Regions from separate parts of the Mus musculus genome. Here region 1 is linked to region 2. A link is a contact called in public HiChIP or PLAC-seq data. All regions are on one chromosome and are shown on one strand. The core of a region is the stretch at or near the end of the contact, and the rest is flanking DNA. Distances in the headings are between cores, read along the strand shown. Region 1 holds the start of Bok (BCL2-related ovarian killer). Region 2 holds the start of Agxt (alanine-glyoxylate aminotransferase).

Region 1 (5,066 bases), core at 386-2,885, 550 kb before region 2:
AGAAGGCCCTGGGGGGCCTTCCCATCAAGGGAAACTGCAGAGGGTGTCGGACCTCGGCCAATAACTGAAAGGCCTATTTTCCAAAACAAACATTGGGACACGTGGTACCACAAAGGATTTTTTAGTCCAGCAGAGTACAAGGGTCACAATAAAGTTTAGCTGCTAAAATACTGCTCCTCCAGAGCTTTCTGTGTTTTATGGCAAGAGTGTCTGTGATCTGGACTAAGCAGGAACCAGGAGGGGGGAGGTTGACAAAGGAGCCTGCAAGCAGACAAGCCTGGGGACAAAGAGCAGCGCCAGCCTGGGTGGCCTATCCTTGCACCCTCTCCATTCCAGACAGATTTGGGCTCCCACGCACGCCTCCTCTCTCAGCGCCAGCGGGAGGGTGAGGCACAACCGCAGAAGGGCTGGTCATGTCACAAGAAGGGAATGTCTGTGCAGAACAGCTGTACCGGGAACCCTGAAACACTGCGGGCAGGCCCATCCAACCAGCTATAGAGGGGCGGCCTGGGATGGTACCTGCTGGTGCCCCACACTCACCCAAGCGCAGCAGCACTGTGCACACCTCTGCCAAGCGTCCTCCAGGGGCAGGCGAGGCACGCTCTGGAGCGCTCCAGGAGAGGCCGGCGCGCAAAAGCCGCGCGTGCACGTACTCCCGGCCTAGTGCCTTAGCCTGGGCCACCAGCTCCTTGTCTGTGGGCGAGCGATCAAAGGCGTCCATGATCTCCGCTGCAAAGACAGAAGAGCGCCGCAGCACCTCCATGGCCGAAGCGCGGGCGAGAGGCGCCACACCTACGAATAGACTGAGTTCAGACCGGACCGCCTCCAGCCAGGTGGCGAAAGGACTCCCGCCACGGGAGGAGACCCAGAAGCGCGGCCCGAGGCACAGCGGTCCCCACCGCGTGCGCGATTCAAACAACACAGGAGGTTGGCTGTGCGCCGCCCTCAAAAAGGGCCGGTTTCCGATAGCCTCTCGTTTTGCACCCCAAATCTTTTAAAAGTCTCGGGTTCTTTTTAGGTTCTAAATTAAATCTCGCAGATCCCAGCGGTGGTCAGGGGTTGGAAACACCGCAGGGAAGTGGCGATAGGTTCTTTAATCACAGCGCCCAGGCTCCAGGACCAATTTGGGGGAGAAGAGGATGCAGAGTAGCCTGCTGCGACCAGCCGACAAGCAGGACCCCGCGGGCTCCTCCCTGCCGACGAGTGGGGTCCTAAGGAAGGCTCCAAACTGCGCGGCAGTCCCCGGGCTCGGAGACCACGCACCTGCGCACCTCGCAGAGCCCGTGTTTGTCCCCGGTGTCGCTGTTCCCATGGTGCTACATCCAGGGCACCGACGCCACGCCCGCCCGACTCACCTCTCCCGCCTCATGGCGCGCGGGGCGGCGGTGGAGTTCTGGTTTCAGGACCCGCTCGCTGCCGTCTCCGGCGGTCTAGACCCTTCCATTCAAACCCGCGAGCGCGCGCCCCGCCCCAGCGCCCGCCCCGTCCACACCCGAGCTGAAGCACAGGCTCCGCCGGTCTTCCCGCGCGCTCGCAGAAGTCCTGGTCCCGAGGGGTGCGGGAGGCGTACCGCGGTCTCCCCGCGGGCGAGAAGCCAGGCTTAGGGCTTCGCCTTCTAAGGAAACGGCAACCCCCGGGGGCGGAGCCGCAGCCCAGCTCTGCCCAACGCCTCCCTGGTTTAAGAAAGGCCAGCACAAGTTCTCGGGATGCGCCCGGGAACGCCGCCAGACTGGAGCTGTCCCGGCAGGCAGCGCGAAGAACATCCAGCTCTGACACCAACCCACTGGGGCGCACCAAGTTCCATTTTAAAATGAGCTGACTTATATTTCCTTATTGTCTTATAGAGGCTCCTTAAAGATCCTGGATTCTTGAAGTTGTAGGAGATCTGATGCCCTCTTCTGATCTCCAAGGACACCAGGCATGCACGGGGATTCACAGACATGGAGGCAGGCAAACATTCATACACAAAACAAAAATAACAATAAGTAAATATTTAAAAATAGATTCTGCATTCTTGGCTTAATAGAGCCTTTGGAGTGTGGTGAAGACTTGGGTATGTACATGGTTGAAGATACTACAAATACCCATCCATTCCCACTCAAGTCTAGCTTTGCTTTTAATGAGCTGGACTTATTTATATCCAATCCAATATATAATCTTTTGTAGTTAGTTATCTCTCATTAGGGTATTTCCCTTTGACAGAAAAAGGGGAGGGAGGGAGAGAGACAGAGACACAGAGAGAGGCAGAGACAGAGAGACTCACAAAGAGAGAGAGGCTTGTCTGGAGCTCTGTGTTGACCAGCTGGTCCAACCTGCAGGAATCACCCAGCCCCTGGCTCCGGAGTACTAGACTACAGCGGTCTTCAGAAGCTTAGTTACTTTAGGATTCATACTTAGACCTATGCTGGATCACAGACATCGTTGTGAACAGTGTGGCAGTGAATCCGAGCTCCCTTTTTCCATACCGATTTCCAAGAAAGTCAACATCATCTACTAGACTCTGGTCTTCTCCTTCATCTTTGGACCCAACTGCAAAATCTCAACAATGGGATTTGCTAACTCGACCTAGTTTGTGTAAGTAAAACACTTCACTTAGAGCTATAAAATGCATATTCTACACACGCACACCAAAATAGACTACACCTGAAACCATAAACAAGTGTCAACAAATTTCAAAGAACCAAAATCATACAGTAATTACTCTCTGAATTAAAGCTAAATTGCAGAAAAACCAGTGGAAGTCTCCAAATGCTTGGAAATGAAACAGCGTACTTATAATGAGGCAATAAATAATAAATCACAATGAAAATGTTAAAAGGTTTATTTATGTGTTTTATGTAGATGGGTGTTTTATCTGGATGTATGTCTGCACACAAGAAGAAAGCATTGGATCTCACAGGACTACAGTTATAAGTGGTTGTGAGCCACCATGTGGTTGTTGGGAATTGAACTCAGTACTTCCGGAAGAGCAGTCAGTGCTTGTAACCGCTGAGCCACCTCTCCAGTCCTACCATGGAAATATTTTCAAGTGAACAGTCACAAAAACAGTACAAGCCCAGGTTAAAACCCAGCATCACCACATACAAGTCCCAGTGCTATTGGGGCAAAGAAGAGGAGATCCCTGGGACTGGCAGGACAGGAACCTAGCTCAAGTATCACTAACAGATCCCATCTTAGGAAATAATGTGGAGAGCATTAGAGAATGAGGGGACCTTGCAGGTGTCCGGGCAGGGAATCAAGAATGACGCGACGGGGATTAAAAAGCAGATTCAGATTGACTTCATGAACCTGGTCTGATCTCAGGCAGTTCATTACCAACTAGTTTAATCACAGTATAATTTGAAGAAAAAAGTTTCCTGTTGTAATCCAATCCCCGAGGCACACAGAAGCATAATTACATCAGAACTTGACCCAGGGTGCCTGTCATTAATTCCAACAAGATGGGTTCTAGGGCTGGAGAGATGGCTCAGCAGTTAAGAGCACCATCTGCTCTTCCACAGGTCCTGAGTTCAATTTCCAACAACCACAGGGTGGCTCACAACCATCTGTAATGGTCATCCGATGCAGTGTTCTGGTGTGTCAGAAGACAGTGACAGTGCACCCACATATATGAAATAAACATGGCCAGAGAGGTCGGGGCCAGAGTGAGCAGTAGCTATACTTGCCTGATAGCCCAAGGAAGGCTCTGTATCTCAGTTATACTGATAGCATAGAGATCATTTGTGCTGTTAGCCACCTCCAGTCCTGATTGTGGGAGTTCGATATGCCCTGGGCCAACAGGTATGGCAGATCACCAGGCTATTAATCACTTCCGGTTCCAATTCAAATCCAAGTTTCTGGATGGAAGAACAGGTTTTTTTTTCACCTTTCCCACTGGAAAAACAAGCACTCATGCTCAACACTCCTGGTTTCTCTGGAGATCTGTGAGCAAGGAAAGGACCTTTGTGCTGTACTCTCAACAAGACAAGGCCATGGAAGTCTTCCTCACGAGTACTCAAGTAAGCAAGTGCACACACACACACACACATCACACACACATCACACATCACATACCACACATACACACACACACCACACACACATCACACATACCCCACACACACATCACATACCACACATACACACACACACCCCATACACACACATCACACACATCACACATCACAAACACACACACACACATCACACACCACACACATCACACACACCCCACACACACATCACATACCACACATACACACACACCCCATACACACACACCCCACACACATCACACACACACCCACCCCACACACATATCACACACACCCCATACACACACATCACACACACACACACCCCACACACATATCACACACAACCACACACACCACACACACACACCCCACACACATATCACACATACCCCACACACACATCACACACCACACACACATCACACAGCACACACACACATATATATATACAATGTTTAATTTTAAAAAATAGAAGGATAGAAGAAAATAGTATATACAACTTCACAGTGATTTAAAATTTTAAATGAAACACCATTTACCAAAACTGACACAGGAAGAAAAGAAAATCTGGACAACCAACACCAATTAAATAAATTCAGTTTGTAAGACTATTCTGATACAATCGTAGCTACTTTTCTGTTGTTCTGAAGAGACACCGTGACCAAGGTAACCTAGAAAAGAAAGCGTTTAACTGGCAGTTTGCTTACACTTTCAGAGAATGAGTCCATGACCATCATGGTGGGGAACAGGCATCCGACAGGCAGAAATATAGCCCAGGAACAGCAACTGAGCACTTACTTCTGATCCACACGCAGGAGGCAAAGAGAGCCTGCACTGAGCATGGGCTTTTGAAACCTCAAAGCCCAACCCCAGTGACACACCTTTTAATCCTTCCCGAACAGCTCCACCTACTACAGACCACGCTTTCAAATATACAAACCTATAGGGGTCACTCTTTAAAACTACCACATATATTGGCAATTGGGGTTCTGTACTGGTTGCTAAACTGAAGAAGTATCAACCACCTTACACAGGTCTATCCAAAAATTT
Region 2 (4,789 bases), core at 1,964-4,463:
GTCAGCTTGATAGACAGCACTGCTGTCTTACAGAGGGGCTACCGTGTCCTGGAACAGTTCTCCTGTAAACCCCTGTATGGGATTGGGGAAGAAGTATAGGCAAGGGGCAGCTGCAGGGCTAGGGAACTCTGGTTGAGGTGGGAGCAGGCTTTGAGATGCACAGGCTGGGCAGCACCAGCCTTTGCCAGCCACGGGATGTCCCAGTGGGTCAGTACCATTGTAGTGGTATCTGGCTACAGGGTACTTGGTCCTATCCCAGCCTCTGGGTCCTCAGCAGATAAAATGATGATAAGACACATATTCATTCTGGTATGAGCAAACCCACCCATACCATGTGACAGTGGCAGTTGGGACACCTTGTCATTGATAGCCCTGCAGCTCCCTGGCAGCATCGTCCAGCCAGGCTTTGGGCTTTGCTCTGCCCTGGTACTGCCATACCAGGCCAGCCTTACCTATGGCAGAGCTCCCCAAAACCATCCAGGGGCTGCACCACGCCAGTGGATGACTCCCCGTGGACCAGGAACAGCAATACCGGTTTGTGTTGGGCCAGGCCCTGAGGGACAGAGGTGACAGCTCTGAGCAGGACTGATGGAGACCTCTGTCTGGATCAGCCAGCTCCTTACAGTGGGACATCGGTTTGTTGGGGGCAGGGCCAAGATCATCCACATATATCTAGCTCCCTCCATAATTGGATAGGCCAACTTAGAAATAGGCACGTGATGTGCCTCACCCCTTTTCTGTCAAAGCACGATGATGGAGGGAACAGAGGGGAAAGCATGGCTAAGAAGAAAAGAGTGACCAGCATCTTGCCTGCCTTGCAGTCTGTAGGTTGGGACTGGCCTGACCCATATTGAGGGGCTGCCACCCTGGAGTTCAGTAACAGGTCATGCCTCCCTGACTCCACACAGCCTGGCTGGCCCTGCCCACAGGACTGCATCCCAGACTCCGTTTTGTTTTCAGACGGAGGAAGACTTCCAAACTGATCCTGGGTATAGGAGCCCCTCCTTTGGCCAGTCTTAGACACTGAGAAGTCAAGCCATAGGCCTCAGAATTCCAGCCAACCCCACCAACGATGATTCCGGTGTCTCAGTACCTCCTCCACCTCCTGCAGTGTATAATGTTCTCCAGGCTTCTTGATCATCTGGTGCACACGGGCTCCTGATGACAGGGACAGAATGGGTGGTGAGTTAGACATAGTGTGGGGGAGGGGAAGGACCGAAGGAGCTGAAGGGGACTGCAACCCCATAGGAAGAACAATATCAACTAACCGAATCAACCAGAGCTCCCAGGGACTAAACCACCAACTAAAGAGTACACAGGGAGGACCCATGGCTCCAGCCATATATGTAGCCGAAGATGGCCTTATCTGGCATCAATGGGAGGAGAGGCCCTTGGTCCTGTGTAGGCTTGATGCCCCAGTGTAATTGGCAAGGCAGGAGTGGGTAGTGGGAGGCGGAGCACCCTCATAGAGGCAAAGGGGAGGAGGGATGGAATGGGGGGTTGTGGAGGGGGAACCAGGAAGGGCAACAACATTTGAAATGTAAATGAATAAAATAACAAATAAAAAAATTTAACACACACACACACACACACACACACACACACATACACAAGAAATAGTGTGGGGGACCGCACTCATTCTGGCTCTCACATGGCTTTACCACAGGTGAAGTGGAGCATGCTCTGTGAGGCTTGCTTTTCCCACAGATGCAAGCACTGTCCTGGCCTCCAGGGCTTTGAGCCCAGAGCTTTTCAGTGGTGGGGGTGGTGTATGTGTGTGTGTGTGTGTGTGTGTGTGTGTGTGTGTGTGTGTACCTCCTCAGGCTGAGGAGGCTCTTGGCAGCCTTATCACACAAATATTATCTATGTGAGGTAACTTTGAGCACTGCAGGCGGTATGGTTTCCTACCTACCCCTGGTGCCATTCACAGGTATCCCATGTCACCTGATGGACAGCTGGATGAAGGGTGAGAGGAAGAAGCAGGCTTTGACCTGTGGATCTAGGAACACCGGGACCCAAGCACCTGTCCTGATTCTTGTCTCTGAGTCCCATGTCACATGAACCTGCTCACCACTAGAGTCCTAGCAGGGGACAAACCTGAACCACCCAGGTCTCAGTGAAGGGCAAAGAGTGGCTTTGGGCCTGGATGACTGATGCCCACCAACCATGTGACCATGCACCTGTGAACCATGGGGGCCATTTGCAAATGCCAGAGTCTGGCAGAAGTCTAGGTGTACGCCTACCCTCTTCCATCTCAGGCTCTGGAGGGAAAACTGTTGCTAGGTCTGCATTTTACAGACAACCAAGGCTCTGAGATTTGGGGAGAGAATCAGCCTCCGAAATTCCAGTCTTCCTGAAGATCTTAAGAGCTGCTGGGGCTCAGACCAGGGGGTTCCCCGTAACACCTCTTCCATACATTTCAGAAACAATCTTGTCCTAACTGGACAAGGCCGGTCTGCTAGGGCTGGGAGAATGCCTGGATGCCTCCCTGGAAGAGGCAGCATCCTATTCAGGGGTGGTGGAGGCATTAGGGTCACAGGAAGGAGTGCCTAGTCAGATGGAACAGGCACTGATCTGGTTGAGATACCTTCAGGATTCCCCCAGGAGGCCTCTGGAGGGATAACAGGAGGTCACAGACCACTCTCCCTTACCAATGCGATCAGCAATCTCTGCAGCCCGCATTCCCCAGATGCCATTGGTTCCGGTTAGAAAGGAGTCCCCAGGCTCTAGGAGGTTGAACAGGGCAGTCTCCATGGCGCAGTGCCCTGAACCGCTGACAACCAGTGTGAGGGGGTTCCTGGTCTGGAACACATACTGGATGCCTTGCTTGATCTCCTCCATGATCTAGACAGTGGGCACACAGGTCAGATCTGCCTGCTACCGAGTGATCACCACCCCTAGATGGAGGCTCCTGCCACCAAGGCCTACCTGAAGCATCTCTTTTTGCATGTGGCCAATCATTCTCAGACTTCCCGCCGCCAGCACACGGGGAGCCAGGTTGGAGGGCCCCGGACCCAACAGGAGCCTCGTAGGAACTGACAGGGGCTTGCTCAGGGCCTCTGGCGGTGGCACCAGCAGCTGATACGAGCCCATGGTCCGGACCCAACCTGCCGCTCTGGAGCCCAGCGTCACACTGGCCTTGGCCAACATCCGGAACATTTCCCAGCTAGCTCTGCGTTGAACTCAGAGGCCAGGCCTGGTTGATGAGTCCCTGTTTCTCCAGCCCTTTTATTGTCAATTTAACCCTGATCAATGTTTGTCCTTCTGTCAGGGTGGACAGGACAGTGGAGGTGTGAGCTTTCCACAGGGGGAGGGGAGCCTCTGGTGTCCTGTCAAAGAACAGCAGTATGAAGAGCCTCACACCCCTCTCCCTGGGTCCCCTCACAGCCCAGCCAGGGGTCTGAAACTTCTTCAAGAGTCAGAGAGCAAGTGCCCGAGGCTTGTAGGTCCGATGTATTGCAAGCGCCCACCTGAGCACAGGGTTCCATGGCAGCCAGGCCGGGTGTGGCTGTGTTCCAACACAGCTTCATTCATTTTGTGCTGCCTGTATGTGCAAGGTGTAAGGTTACCCACTGCAGCATGGACTAGCCTCTGTCTCTCCCTAGCATCCCCAGTCACCAGTAGCTCCTTGAATGGGTGGGACTCATGAGCCCCTGCTCCATTCTTGTTGAGCATTTGGCTGCCTAGGAAGAAAACAAACAAAGCACATGAAGTTGGGTATGGAAAAGTGAGGGGGTAACGGAGAAGTTGAATTGGAGAGGTGAGAGAGAAGTGGGTTTCACCAAAACACATTGCACGCATGTATGGAATTCCCAAGTAATAAAAGAGTCACACCTGAAGTCAGAAAAATCAATACATAAATCCCCTAAAAAGATTTCAAAGACAAAATGTCATATTTTTTACGTTAATACCTAAAAATGGTTAATTGCAGATATATTCTTATACTGGCAAACAAATCTGTCCATTGAGTCTCAGCAGTTGGAGAGGGAGAGAAAAGAAAGCAACTGTATGCAGAATAGAATAACATTCTAACTACAGTGTTTTGTTTATAGTCTGCCTTCCAGTAAAGGAATATCTTTACCAAGAATCTATGTGTTGCATGTTCACAAGCACATGTACATGGGTGTTTGTGTGTGTTTATTGCTCACATGTATGTGCATGTGTGCTCGTGTGTGTGTGTGTGTGTGTGTGTGTGTGTGTGTGTGTTTTAGTCACATAAAAAAACAGGGTATGGGATCCAATGGGGCTCAGAGACTGCATTTACTGTCCCTGGCTTGGCTGATGGGACAGGTTCATTTCAGCAAGTTTGTGTGTGTGTGTGTGTGTGTGTGTGTACTCCACTGCATCCTCCCTCTCATGCTCACACATAAGTCACACTCACAGAACTCACATTCACACACACAGAACTCATAAATTCTCACACTTACATATGTGCCAACTCACACACACAGATGCTCACATTCAGCTCTCTATAGTCATACACAGCTCACAACAGCTCTTACACACACACCAATTCAAACTCATGTTCACACTCACATACCCTCAGGCTCACCAACTACAGATAACTTGGGCATAAGGATGTCTCTCACTGTTAGAAGTCTCTTGAGTCAAGTTCACACTCATAATTAACCAGCTCTCTGTCTCTGTTTCTACTCCATCTCTGTCTCTGCTTCTCTCTCTTTCTCTCTCTCTCTCTCTCTCTCTCTGTGTGTGTGTTTGTGTGTGTGTGTGTGTGTGTGTCTGTGTGCTGGGTCAACATTTAGGAAGAATTAATGAAACTCAGGCTTCT

What was found. HiChIP or PLAC-seq counts read pairs in DNA pulled down with a chosen protein or histone mark.
Region 1: an H3K4me3 HiChIP or PLAC-seq map of stem cell-derived neural progenitor cells shows a contact between it and region 2, with 5 times the contacts expected there. The contact joins the promoter of Bok here to the promoter of Agxt in region 2. A contact is called at or near these places in 9 of 39 promoter capture datasets (the HPC-7 cell line, cranial neural crest, embryonic stem cells and 5 more), 1 of 484 Hi-C or Micro-C datasets (liver), 2 of 115 datasets of contacts at active chromatin or transcription factors (pancreatic cancer cells and stem cell-derived neural progenitor cells) and 1 of 9 other capture datasets (embryonic stem cells).

What each region holds. Positions count from the first base shown.
Region 1 is chr1:93,682,144-93,687,209 of GRCm38.p6, reverse strand. Bok (BCL2-related ovarian killer) reads right to left here and starts at 1,635. Exons shown (of 5, transcript NM_016778.3): 1 at 1,356-1,635; 2 at 541-792. The coding sequence starts at 763.
Region 2 is chr1:93,133,664-93,138,452 of GRCm38.p6, reverse strand. Agxt (alanine-glyoxylate aminotransferase) reads right to left here and starts at 3,213. Exons shown (of 11, transcript NM_016702.3): 1 at 2,929-3,213; 2 at 2,652-2,844; 3 at 1,094-1,158; 4 at 453-553. The coding sequence starts at 3,159.